Linked DNA regions of Capra hircus: region 1 is linked to region 2. A link is a contact called in public Hi-C data. All regions are on one chromosome and are shown on one strand. The core of a region is the stretch at or near the end of the contact, and the rest is flanking DNA. Distances in the headings are between cores, read along the strand shown. Region 1 overlaps LOC108636650 (a long non-coding RNA gene). Region 2 overlaps GSN (gelsolin).

The links. A called contact is a pair of places that touch in the nucleus more often than the background predicts.
Region 1: a Hi-C map of blood shows a contact between it and region 2, with 4 times the contacts expected there. The contact joins two enhancer-like sites. A contact is called at or near these places in 3 of 5 Hi-C or Micro-C datasets (blood and liver).

The regions. Positions count from the first base shown.
Region 1 is chr8:110,512,669-110,518,327 of ARS1.2, reverse strand. It overlaps LOC108636650 (a long non-coding RNA gene), which reads right to left. Exons shown (of 3, transcript XR_001918510.1): 3 at 1,279-1,549. Among named protein-coding and RNA genes, the nearest start is that of STOM, 26 kb to the right of the region's middle. Within about 2 kb of position 3,312, at least 1 of the 5 cell types and tissues checked has an H3K27ac peak or open chromatin away from gene starts, as enhancers often do.
Region 2 is chr8:110,437,503-110,443,604 of ARS1.2, reverse strand. It overlaps GSN (gelsolin), which reads right to left. Exons shown (of 18, transcript XM_018052716.1): 12 at 4,551-4,641; 13 at 3,435-3,605; 14 at 2,627-2,801; 15 at 1,080-1,204; 16 at 774-851. Among named protein-coding and RNA genes, the nearest start is that of STOM, 48 kb to the left of the region's middle. Within about 2 kb of position 4,139, at least 5 of the 5 cell types and tissues checked have an H3K27ac peak or open chromatin away from gene starts, as enhancers often do.

The DNA.
Region 1 (5,659 bases), core at 2,063-4,562, 76 kb before region 2:
AACCCTTCCCCATCTCCTACAGTTTTGTATGGAGTGTTGGTGGGACTTAATTTACAACTTAGTTCATAGGTCACCAGGCCACAAAAAGTCACATCTGGACCTGCTGGAGAGGGGTGAGGCTCATCAGTAGATCCTGAAGTCAAAAAGGAAATGGTGACTAATGGACTTTGAGTCCCTCTTCCTATTTTGGGAAAAGGGGAGAGTGCCACTGCATGATAGGCAGAAATTTGAAGGCACTAAACATGGGCTGAAGGATAAGGAACTTAAATGCTGAGTAAAATGAGGGCTGGGCCATATAGGTTCTGAAGCCATTCACCATGCTTCCACCACCCTGCTCTGGACTGCAGGGGCTGACCTCTGTTAATTGTGACACCCAAACTCACGATCAGCTGATTTCTGAAAGACTGGAAGACAGGGAGGAAAGGTCAAGGCCAGGACATTCCTCTCCCTCTCTCTTCTAACTCAGGCACTTCTCCAGCAGTGTCTGCACCTCCTTAGTGGCCCCAGCCCCCACCACGCAGGTCCTTAGAGGTCCTAGTCTCCAACAGGTGGCCCACAGCTCTGGGATTCAGTCACACAGGCTTTGATTTCTGTCTCTCTAGGCCACAAGCTGCGGCGCCTCTGCTTCGTTTTCTCAGTTAGGCTCTCAGTTCTTCTACCATGTCATAAGCACTTCCCTGCATTACATTTCCTCTGTTGTAAATACTAGCGTTGAAAGAAAAGCGTTAGTTGCTCAGTCGTGTTCGACTCTTGCTAGAAGTGAGTGTTATTTTTCTGGTCATTCCTGTTTCTGTAGGTGACAGCTAATCCCGTTCCAGGTCCACTGTAATACCAAGTCAGTCTTCCGCACTTCTCTCACTTCTGGGTATTCATATCACAAATACACCTACTCACCTACAAAATGAAGTCTGTAGCAGGTTATTCATTCATTGCAGTGTTGCCAAAAAGGTGAAACAAACCCTATTTCCTATAGGAAACTGGTTAGGCAAGCATTGCGGCATCCACAGAGCTGGAAAAAAAGAACCAAGAAACTCTCTGTACCAGTGCACATTACTCAGTGAGGAAAGCAGACGTATGGAGACAAGACCAGTGGTTGTCTGGGGTGTGGAGGGAGGGATGAACAAGTGGAGCCCGCATGATTTTTAAGGCAGTGAAAATACTCTGAATGACTTTACAGTCATCAGTCAGTTCAGTTGCTCAGTCGTGTCCGGCTCTTTGCGATTCCATGGACTGCAGCTCACCAGGCTTCCCTGTCCATCACCAACCCCCGAAGCTCGCTCAAACTCATGTCCATCCAGTCGGTGATGCCACCCAACCATCTCAACCTCGCATTATGATGCATCTGTCCAAATCCACAGAATGTGAACCCTGAGTGAACCCCGAGGTAAACTTTGGGCTTTGGGGGATGATGACGTCTCAGTGTAGGCGTATCCTTTGTAACAACTGTGCTGTTCTCGTGAGGGATGTCGATAACGGTGGAGACTGCACATACAAGGGTTCAGGGAATATAGACATACTGCAGAGATGTCATGGGTTCACTTCCAGACCACTGCAATAAAGCAAATATCACAATGAAGCAAGTCACATGAAATTTTTTTTGTCTTCTCAGTGCATATAAAACTTATATTTAAAAAAAAAAAAACAAAAAAAAACATATTTACCCTATACTATATTAAGTGTCGAACAGCATTATGTCTTAAAAAAAAAAAAAAACAACAAACCAACGTACATACCTTGACTAAGAAATACATTATTGCTTAAAAAATGCTAATCATCATCTGAGCCTTCAGCAAATCATAATCTTTTTGTTGGGGGAGGGTCTTGCCTCAGTGTTGGTGGCTGTTGACTGATCAGGGTGGCAGTTACTGAAGGCTGGGGTGAAAATTTCTTAGAATAAGACACAAATATCATATATTAACATATATAGCCCTGGTGGCTCAGAGGGTAAAGCATCTGCCTGCAATGAGGGAGGCCCGGGTAGTATAACCTATATATACACATATATACATGGAATCTAGGAAGATCTCCTAATGAACCTGTTTGTAAGGCAGCAAAGGAGACACAGACTTGTGAACACGGTGGGGAAAGAGAGGATGGGACGAACCGAGAGAGCAGCACCGAGACACACACGTCAGCACGTGCAGGAGAGGCAGCCAGTGGGAATCTGCCGCGTGACACGGGGAGCTCAAGCTGGATGCTCTGTGACAACCTAGAGGGGTGGGATGGGCGTGGGAGGTGGAAGGCAGATTCAAGAAGGAAGGGACATACGTATACCTACGGCTGATGTATGGTAGAAACTAACACAATATTGTAATTATCCTCCAATTAAAAATAAATTTTAAAAAGACAACAATGAAGGTTGCCACATCAGTTGACTTTTCCTTTCACAAACAATTTCTCTGGAGCGTGCGATGCTGTTTGATAGCATTTTACCCACAGCAGAACTTCTTTCAAAATTGGAACCAACTCTCTCAAACCCTACTGCAACTTTATCAATTAAGTTTATGTAATATTCTAAATCCTTTGTTGTCTTTCAACAATTACTACAGCATCGTTACCAGAGTAGATTCCATTTCAAGAAGTCCGTTTCTTTGCTCATCCATAAGAAGCGCCTCCTCACCCATCACTGTTCCATCACGAGATTGTAGCAGTTCAGCCGCGTCTTCAGGCTGCACTTCAAATTCTAGCTCTCTCACTGTTTCCACCACATCTGAAGTCGCTTCCTCAATTCAGGTCTTGAACCCTCAAAATCACCCATGAGAACTGGAGTCAACTCCTTCCAAACTCCTGCTTGTGTTGATATTTTGACCTATACCCATGAATCACGAATGTTTTTAATGGCCGCTAGAATGGCGAATCCTTTCAAGAAGGTTTTCAATGTACTTTTCCAGATCCATCAGAGGAATATCTATCTATGGCAGCTATGGCCTTATGAGATGTATTTCTTAAATAACAGGACTTGAAACTTGAAATTACTCTTGATCCATGGGCTGCAGAGTAGATGTTGTGTTAGCCGGCAGGAAAACAACATTAAGCTCACTGTGCATTTCCATTAGAGCTCTCGGGTGACCAAGGGCATTATCAGTGAACAGTAATGTTTTTAAAGAAGTCCTTTTTTTCTGAGCACTGGGTCTCAATCGTGGGCTTAAAATACTCAGTAAACCATGTTGTAAACAGATGTGCTGCCATCTGGGATCTGTTGCTTCATTTATAGAACCCAGGCAGAATGAATTTAGCAGAATTCCTAGGGGCCCCGTGATTTCTGAAATGGAAAATGAGACTGGCTTCAACTTTAAGTCAACAGCTGTGTGAGCTCCTAATATGACAGTGAGTCTGTCCTTTGAAGCTTTGAAGCCAGGCATTTATTTTTTCCTCTCTAGTTATGAATGTCCCAGATGGCATCTTCTTCCAATAGAAGGCCATTTTGTTGACATTGAAAATCTGTTGTTTAGCCACCTTTGTTAATTATCTTAGCTAAGATTTTTGGGAAAACTTGCTGTAGGTTCTATATCAGAACATATATACTTCTTCACCTTGTACTTTTATGTTAAAGGGATGGCTTCTTTCCTTAAATCCCATGAACCAGCCTCTGCTAGCTTCAGACTTCTCTTCTGTAGCTTTCTTACTGTAGCATTCATCAAATTGAAAATGTAGAGCCTTGCTCTGGATTAGGCTTTGGCTTACTGGAATGTTATGGCGATTTAATCTCCTATCTAATCTAGTGGCCTAATCTCAGACCACTAAAACTTTCTCCACATCAACAGCAAGGTTGGTTGCTTGCTTATCATCTGTGTGTTCACTGGAGTAGCACTTTTCATTTCCTTCAAGAACCCTTCCTTTGCATTCACAACTTGGCTGACTGGGGCAAGAGGCCTAACTTTTGGCCCATCTTGGCTTTCAACGTGCCTTCCTCGCTAAGCTTAATCATGTCTAGTTTTTTATTTAAAGTGAGAGATATGCAACTCTTCCTTTCACTTGAGCACTTAGAGACCACTGTGAAGTTATTAATTAGCCTAATTTCAAAACTGCTGTGTCTCAGGGAATAGGGAGGCCCAAGGAGAGGGAGAGAGACAGGGGAACAGCCAACTGGCGGAGTAGTCAGAATACACACATTTATCAATTATCTTACACGGGCGTGGTTCATGGCTCCCCCAAACAACTATAATATTCACGTCAAGGGTCACTGATCACAGATCACCATAGCAAATATAATAATAATGAAAAACTTCAAAATATTGCAATAATTACTGAAACTGACATGGGGACAAGAGGTGAACAAATGCTGTCGGAAGCAAATGGCACCGACAGGCTTGCCTGATGCAGGGCTGCCGTAGACCTTCTGTTGGTAAAAAGACAGTCTCTGCAAGCACTAAAGAGCAAAGCACAACTGAACGAGGTATGCCTATGTGCGGGAAGTCTCTGTGTCTTCCTCCCAGTTTCATTATAATCTCAAAGCTGCTCTTTAAAATCTTTTAAAAAGATGAAGAAGAGGAAGAGGAGGAAAAATGCAAGACAAGGGAGGGAGAGAGAAAGAGAGCAAATACATGGAGAGCAGGTCTCCACTGACAGAAATGGCCAAGAGGCCAGAGTCAAGAAGCCGTCCCTTTGCCAGACCAACATTAGGTTGGTACAAGACCAATTGCAGTTTTGCACTGGATTTTGCCATTTGATACTGGAATATATTCTTAAATAAATGTGGTTATGCTATACATCATTTTAATGCTCACTTCTCACTTTATGGTTTTTTTTTTTTTTTTTGCTAAAGACATTACTTGCTGTTTATTTTAGACTATAGATAGAAATGATATTAGAGAAAAAGCAAATTCCAGTCATTTTCTTATTCGAGTTCAAAATGGGCCATAAAGCAGCAGAGACAACTCACAATATCAACACATTGGGCCCAGGAACTACTAATGAACATACAGTGCAGTGGTGGGTCAAGAAACTTTGCAAAGGAGATGAGAGCCTTGAAGATGAGGAGCATAGCGGCCAGCCATCGGACGTTAACAACGACCAGCTGAAAGCCATCATCAGAGCGGATCCTCTTACAATTACATGAGAAGTTTCCCAAGAACTCAGTGTCAACCATTCCAGTCATTCGGCATTCATTTAAGCAAACTGGAAAGGTGAAAAAGCTCGGTAAGTGGGTGCCTCGTGAGCTGACTGCAAATCAAAAAATGGTCATTTTGAAGTATCATCTTCTCTTATTCTCCACAGCAATGAACCATTTCTCAACTGGAATGGGATGTGTGGTGAAAAGACAACCAGCGATGACCAGCTCAGTGGCTGAACCAAGAAGAAGTTGCAAAGCACTTCCCAAAGCCAAACTTGCACCAAAAAAAAGATCCTGGTTACTGTTTCCGGGTCTGCCAGTGTGACCCACTGCAGCTTTCTCAGCCCCCGGGAAACCGTCTGCTCGGCAAACGGATGAGATGCACTGCCAACCGCAGTGGCTGCAGCCGGCGGCACTGGCCACCGGAAAGGGCCCGACTCTTCTCCACAACGATGCCCAACCACACGCCACACGACCGATGCTTCAAAAACTGGATGACTGGGTCACGAAGTTCTGCCTCATCCACCATATTCACCAGGCCTCTCGCCAACCGACTACCACTTCTTCAAGCATATCAGTGACTTTTCCCAGGGAAAATACTTCTGT
Region 2 (6,102 bases), core at 2,890-5,389:
CGAGTCTCCTGCATTGCAGGGGGACTCTTTACCATCTGAGCCACCAGGGGGCCCACCCATAAGGTGGTGTCAGACGACAGGCTGCAGGCACGCTCGCCCTTACGCATGTGCAGCTGTGCACCTGCTGCACGGCGCCTCCACCCCAGCTCTCATGGGGCCTATCGTGTTCCTCACAGGACTCCCAGCAACCCAGCATTCTGCCTGGAAGACAGTGGTGCTTCACACGTGTCGACTGAGCGCATGAACACACAGATGAGCAAGCCGATTAAGGAGCCAATGGAGCAAAGCTGCCCGCAGCTGAACGGCTAAACTGCAAACTTTGTGGTATCGATCTTCCAACCGGGGAGCCCAAGAAGAAGCTGGGCAGATGGCCGGCAGTCTCGCACCTGCATGGCTGCTGCGTCCAACCCTGACAACTCGGGGAGGAGACAACTTGCTATGAAGGGCTACTGACTGCCATCCCCCACGAGGACACAGGGCCCTTGGGGACAGGGGTATGTCTCCTTCTAGCTGAGAGATTACGCCTGCATGAGATGTGAACCAAAGTCCAACTTTCTCTACCAACAGGTTCAGAGTAAGAGTTCATGTTCCCCTAAGGCCTGGGAAGAACACCGGTCATCTGATTTGCCTCTCTAAGGTGCTTTGCTATTGGCAAGGGGATTCTATCTGCCTCTCATCTATGGGGATCGTGCAAGGTAGGCACCATCACGCCCATTCTGCAGATGAGCACATGGAGCTCCGAGAGGGAAGTTACTTGTGGGACCGTCCATTACCTGGTCCCAGGTGTCCAGAAGCATGACGTCATCGGTGGCCAAGTCTTCCTGCATGAGCTCGCCGGGGACCTCTTCGATCTAGGAAGGGATGGAAGAGGGTAATGAGAGCCCACCTGCAAGCTGCCGTCCCCCAGCTCTCTCTGCCCTCCATGGGGAGGGCTGAGCTGGCTCCAGCCTGTGGGGGTCTGCACTGGGTCATCGACGGTCTCTCCCTGCCCCCGCTGCGGATACCTCAGCTTGCTCCCTGGAAAACACCTCCCAAGGGGCGAGCAGAGGCAGCGACCTCAGACCTCCCCTGGGACTCACCACAAAACGTCCGATCTTGTTGGAGCAGGCGAAGAGGCGAGGAGGGTGGGCGTCCATCTTCTTGTCCTTCAGCCGTGGGGACGTGCGGTAGGCGGCCTTCCCACCCAGGGCCTCCCAGAAGCTATCTGCGAGGGGAGGCCACGCCAGTTACCAGCCGACACCACCTCCCCTTCCAGCACTTCCTCGTAGACTCTGGGACAGATGCTGCCTTCGCACAGCCAAGTGCTCTCAACCGCCACCCGGCATCTTAAAACCCCAGCGTGACAAAGAAGGAAAGGGCCTGCGGGACTCGAGGGTGATGAAGCAGAGGCCCGGGAGGGTGGACTCGGCAGCAGACACAGGGCCGGGGCTGCTCCTGGTCTGAGACTGGCGACGCCCTTGACAAACGAGGCGGCTGAGGCTCAGAGAGGCCGAGCCACTCGCCCAGCACCACACAGCACGCACAGAGTAAGCCACCTCATCCAGCTCCTGTTCCCTGTATTTTCCCACTATACCTGCTCTAGCCACGCGTGCTTTTTATATTCAAATGCATTTTCCTAGCAGTCACATTTAAATACACGTTAATTGAAGCATGTGACTGGCAGTGGTTTAGTTGTGTCTGACTCTTTTCCAGCCCCATGGACTAACCACCAGGCTCCTCTGTCCACAGGATTTCCCAGGCAAGAATACTGGAGTGGGTTGCCATTTCCTTCTCCAGGGGATCTTCCCGACCCAGGGATTGAACCTGAGTCTTCTGCACTGGCAGGGGGATTCTGTACCCCTGGGCCAGCAGGGAAGCCCGTAGGCATGTGACTCGTGGCCACCGCATGAGACCTAGCAGACACGGGACATGTCCACTCTTTCTGACATTTTCAGTGGATTATGTGACTCTAGACTGAACTATTCTTCCCCATTTCTGCTCAGCATCAAGCAAGAGAGAGCGGGCTTAAAAGTAAGGAGGGAAAGATCTAGGGTTAGCATAATGGAAGTGTTCCTGACCCACACTCTGGAAATAAGGCAGGCTTGTGGCATTTCTGTCCACGAAGCTTCTCAAGGTTAGGCCAATGCCGCCACCTACAATCTTTCACAGCTTTCCCGCAAGTGAGCCCCCCTCCAGCTGCCTTCCCCGCCTGCCCCAGCCCACACTGAGCTCTCCTTTCTCTAACTCCCAGACGACTCCCTCTCACCGACCGCATTCTCATTTTCATCTCGTGTGTATGTGTTAGTTGTGTCCGACTCTTTGCGACCCCATGGACTGTGGCCCACCAGGCTCCTCTGTCCCTGGGATTCTCCAGGCAAGAATACTGGAGTGGGTTGCCATGCTCTCCTCCAGGGGATCTTCCCAACCCGGAGATCAAACCCAGGTCTCCCGCATTGCAGGCAGATTCCTTACTGTCTGAGCCACCAGGGAAGCCCCGTTTTCATCTCACCCACTTTAACGGACACACGTTAAGGGACAAGTACTGAGGCAGGAGGAGGTTAACGAAAGCCCCGAGCAGACAGGAGGCAGGGGAAGCCAGCAGCTCCATCCCCAGAGAGCAGCAAGCCCCCCCGCCCCTCACTCCTACCTGGCTCGCTGCCTTCTGCCACCTGCACGGGTTGGGCCCGAAGCACCCTGAGCAGCTCCAGCGCCCCGGTCTTCTCTGCCTCGCTGGCTCCTGCACCCACCCACAGGTAGGCGGCCGAGGGGGTTTTCAGGACAAAGGCATCGTTGGAATTCAGTGCTCCAGCCTTGGGCATCACCTGGGAGGGTAGTGCTCAATTAGTCAATCAGGAAATAGGTAAAAAGGCTTCAGCTCCCTCCTCACGGTCCAGGAGACGCTGCAGCAAGAGCAGCTCTTAAGGGTGGACTTGGAGGAGGGAGCATGTGCCCCATCAGAGCTGAGGACAAGGACTCGGGACACTGAGAGGCCTCGCTGACTCCTGTGAGTCACAAATGCACTGTGCTCAGCCGAGGAGACTCTAGAAACCTGGGATGCATTAAGAGAAGTTGAGCACCTAGAACAAAGGAGGTGATGATCCCATTGTCCTCTAGGCTGCACAGAAGGATCATGCTCAGCTTCTGCACCTTCCACCATGAAAGGGACAGCAGCCAAGTGGGATGGAATCAAGAACAACATCCAGATTGTGAAGAATGGACTGTCTGTTAGGTAGTGACTTGCCCGTCATGGAAGGTATGCGAGGGACACTGGGCATTCTTGAAACAAGGGGAACTCTAACACATACAATCCTGCTGCCAGGGCAGGGAGGTACAAAAAGCTGCTTCTTAGCCCCTCAGCCACCCCCACCAGATCCTGTGCCCAGAGATCTGCCCATCAGGCCTGAGAGGTTTCTGAGAGGCCAATCCTGCCGGGGGTCTGGGGCCCGGGGCATTACCTCCACGGCCCGGGTGGCTCCGGAGCTGCTGGCCCGGACCTGGAAGAGGCGGGTGCTGGCGGGGGCTGTCTGCCCACCCTCACGGGAGGTGCCGCCCCTGTAGATGATCATGGGTTTCCCGCCGAACAGGCTCATGAGGTGAGCAGGCTCCTTGCCTTGGACCACACGGCTCTGAGAGGGAGACGGGAGCACAGGTCAGGAAAGGGGGGCGCGAGCATCGTCCTGTGCGCACACACTGGGCTCAGCTCAGGGCAGCTGGCGTGGCCCAGGCTCACCCCCAAACAAGCCGTCACGCTTGGGTCTGTGTGTGGAGCGGGGCGTGGCTCTACAGCGCGCAGGGGCTGGCCAGGGAGCAGGAGGTGCAGGAGGGCTGGAGACGGCCCTGCTGGCTGAGGTCCCCGGGGCACTGCTCTGGCGTTTCCCCTCCCACAAGGCCTGGCCTGGCTGAGGCTGGGTCCAGTCCAAGAACCCAGAGAGCCCATGTTTGCAAATATTCCCTTAAATGGAAGCCCAGGGATGGTTCGTGGACATTCTTCCCGGACTGTGACGTCAGCCTCGGCCAAGAAAGCTGGCAGAGTGGTGAGAAAAGAGCCTTCCGGGTCTGGAGAGAGCCCTCCTGCCAAGCCAGCGCAGACTGCGGCCAAGCGCCTGGCGGTGGGAGGAGCGGACAAGGAGGTCTGAGCGGAGGATGGACCTCCTCTGTCCTCCCATCTGCTCCTGCCCTGTGTGCCCGCTTCCCTTCAGATTCCAGCTGTGGCCCGTGCTGCCTGTATCCAGATCACCGCACATGGTGGCTCATGGTCCCTTCCTAGCAAGAGCCACCACTGCTGGGTCAGAGCCTAGACCCCAGCTCCACCCTGCTGGTGAGAATTCAGGCCACGTGTGATTGTACACCCTCTGCCCGCATGTCTAATGAACCTCTTTCTCCCACGACTAGACTGTAATAAACCACATCGCAGCGGTTCAGGGCAGGGCAGGGCTGGGAGCCAGGGGGAGGATCTATCTGTGTGTTCACGTTTGCAGACGCAGCGTCCGCATCCTGCATAAATGTCTGTCAAAAGGATGGACGCGTGGGATGAGGGACGGTCAGATGAGTGAGCAGCGGGCTGGGCTCACCTGCACGGGAGTCCCTCCCAGCTCCTCGTCCAGCTGAGCCGTCAGGATGGCCGAGGCGGCGACCTCATCCTGGGTGGACTGGGCGCCCTGCCTGGAAGGGAAGTGAACCTCAGCACCTCGGTTTGCACAGAGGCCAGGGCCCCTCCGTCACCCTGGGCTTGAGAAACCCACAAATCTCCAGATTACAGGTAATGAAACTGACAAATAGAGAGGAAAAGAGATTTCTCTGAAAAGGAACCAGAGCCAGGAACCAAACCAACACACCACACACCCCAGCTCAGCATCTCGTCTTCTTACAGCGGTCTGACCACAACCAGTGGACGTCCTCGTCCTAAACCTGCCCCACAGGGAGATGCACGGAGGGGGGCTTTCTGCCTCACCCCTTCCTCTGCCGTCTAAATTTCCCATGACTAACCTGTGTTATCTGCATAAGCTGTCTAACAGATCAACGTGATGATCAAAGGAAATGTTCTAAAAGCCTTCTCATGAATTTTGTTCCATGTGGAGTATTATTAATATCTAGTCCAGAAACATTTCTTTCAAGCTGCTTTTAAAAGTCTGAGGTTGTCAAATTGAGAGGCAACCTACAGAATAAGACTAATGCTCTTCCACAGCATCGAAACTGGGAAAGAAGAGTGACGCCTGAGGAACTGTCACAGATTAAAAGACGGAGAACACGATGATTAAATGCCACTGAGGAGATGTGATGACTAAATATCATGTGAGACCCTGGGTTAGATCCCAGGCCAGAAAAAGGACATTAGTGGGAGAACTGGCGAAATTCAAGAAGTGTCTATAGAGGAGGACATGGTCTTGCAACAATGTTAATTTCCCAGTTTTGAAAACTGCACTATGGTTAAGTAAGAGGTGACCCTAGAGGAAACTGTAACAGGTATATGGAAACTGTCTGCACTGTTTTTGCAACTTTTCAGCAAGTCATTTCAAAACGAAAAGTTTAAAAAAGAAGAAACCCATCAGTCAACCTTTAAGATTGCACAGTAAGAGAAACGAACTGAAAAATACTACACTGAGATATCATTTTATCAACTCTAAAGTTGACAAACAGCGGAAGTGTGATAACACAGTCCACCAGTGAGACCAGGAGGAAACAGATACTCTCATCTGTCACTGGTGAGAATGCAAACGGCACAAAGCTCATCTAGAGAAACCGGGTGCTATCTGTCAAAAGGACCAGCGCATTCACTGTCAGAGCCAGCAATCCAACTTCTGGGAACTCACTCTAAAGATATTTCTCTACGCATCCAAAACGATGTTTGTTTAAGCCAACTAATCATAGCAGTGCTCGTAATAGTAGGAGTCTGGAATCAAAGCAAATATGCGTCCGCAGGGAATTTGTTAAATAAACTACAGGACAGCCACACAGTGGAATATTATGTGGCTGTAAAAAAAAAAAAAAAAAAAAAAAAGAGTAAGGGAGCTCTTTATGGACTGACATAGTCTGAGCTCCAGGAAGTATCAACTGAAAAAAAAAAGCAAAGTGCTGGTCAGTATACACAGTATGCCATCTTTTGCATAAGGAAGGGAGGGGAAC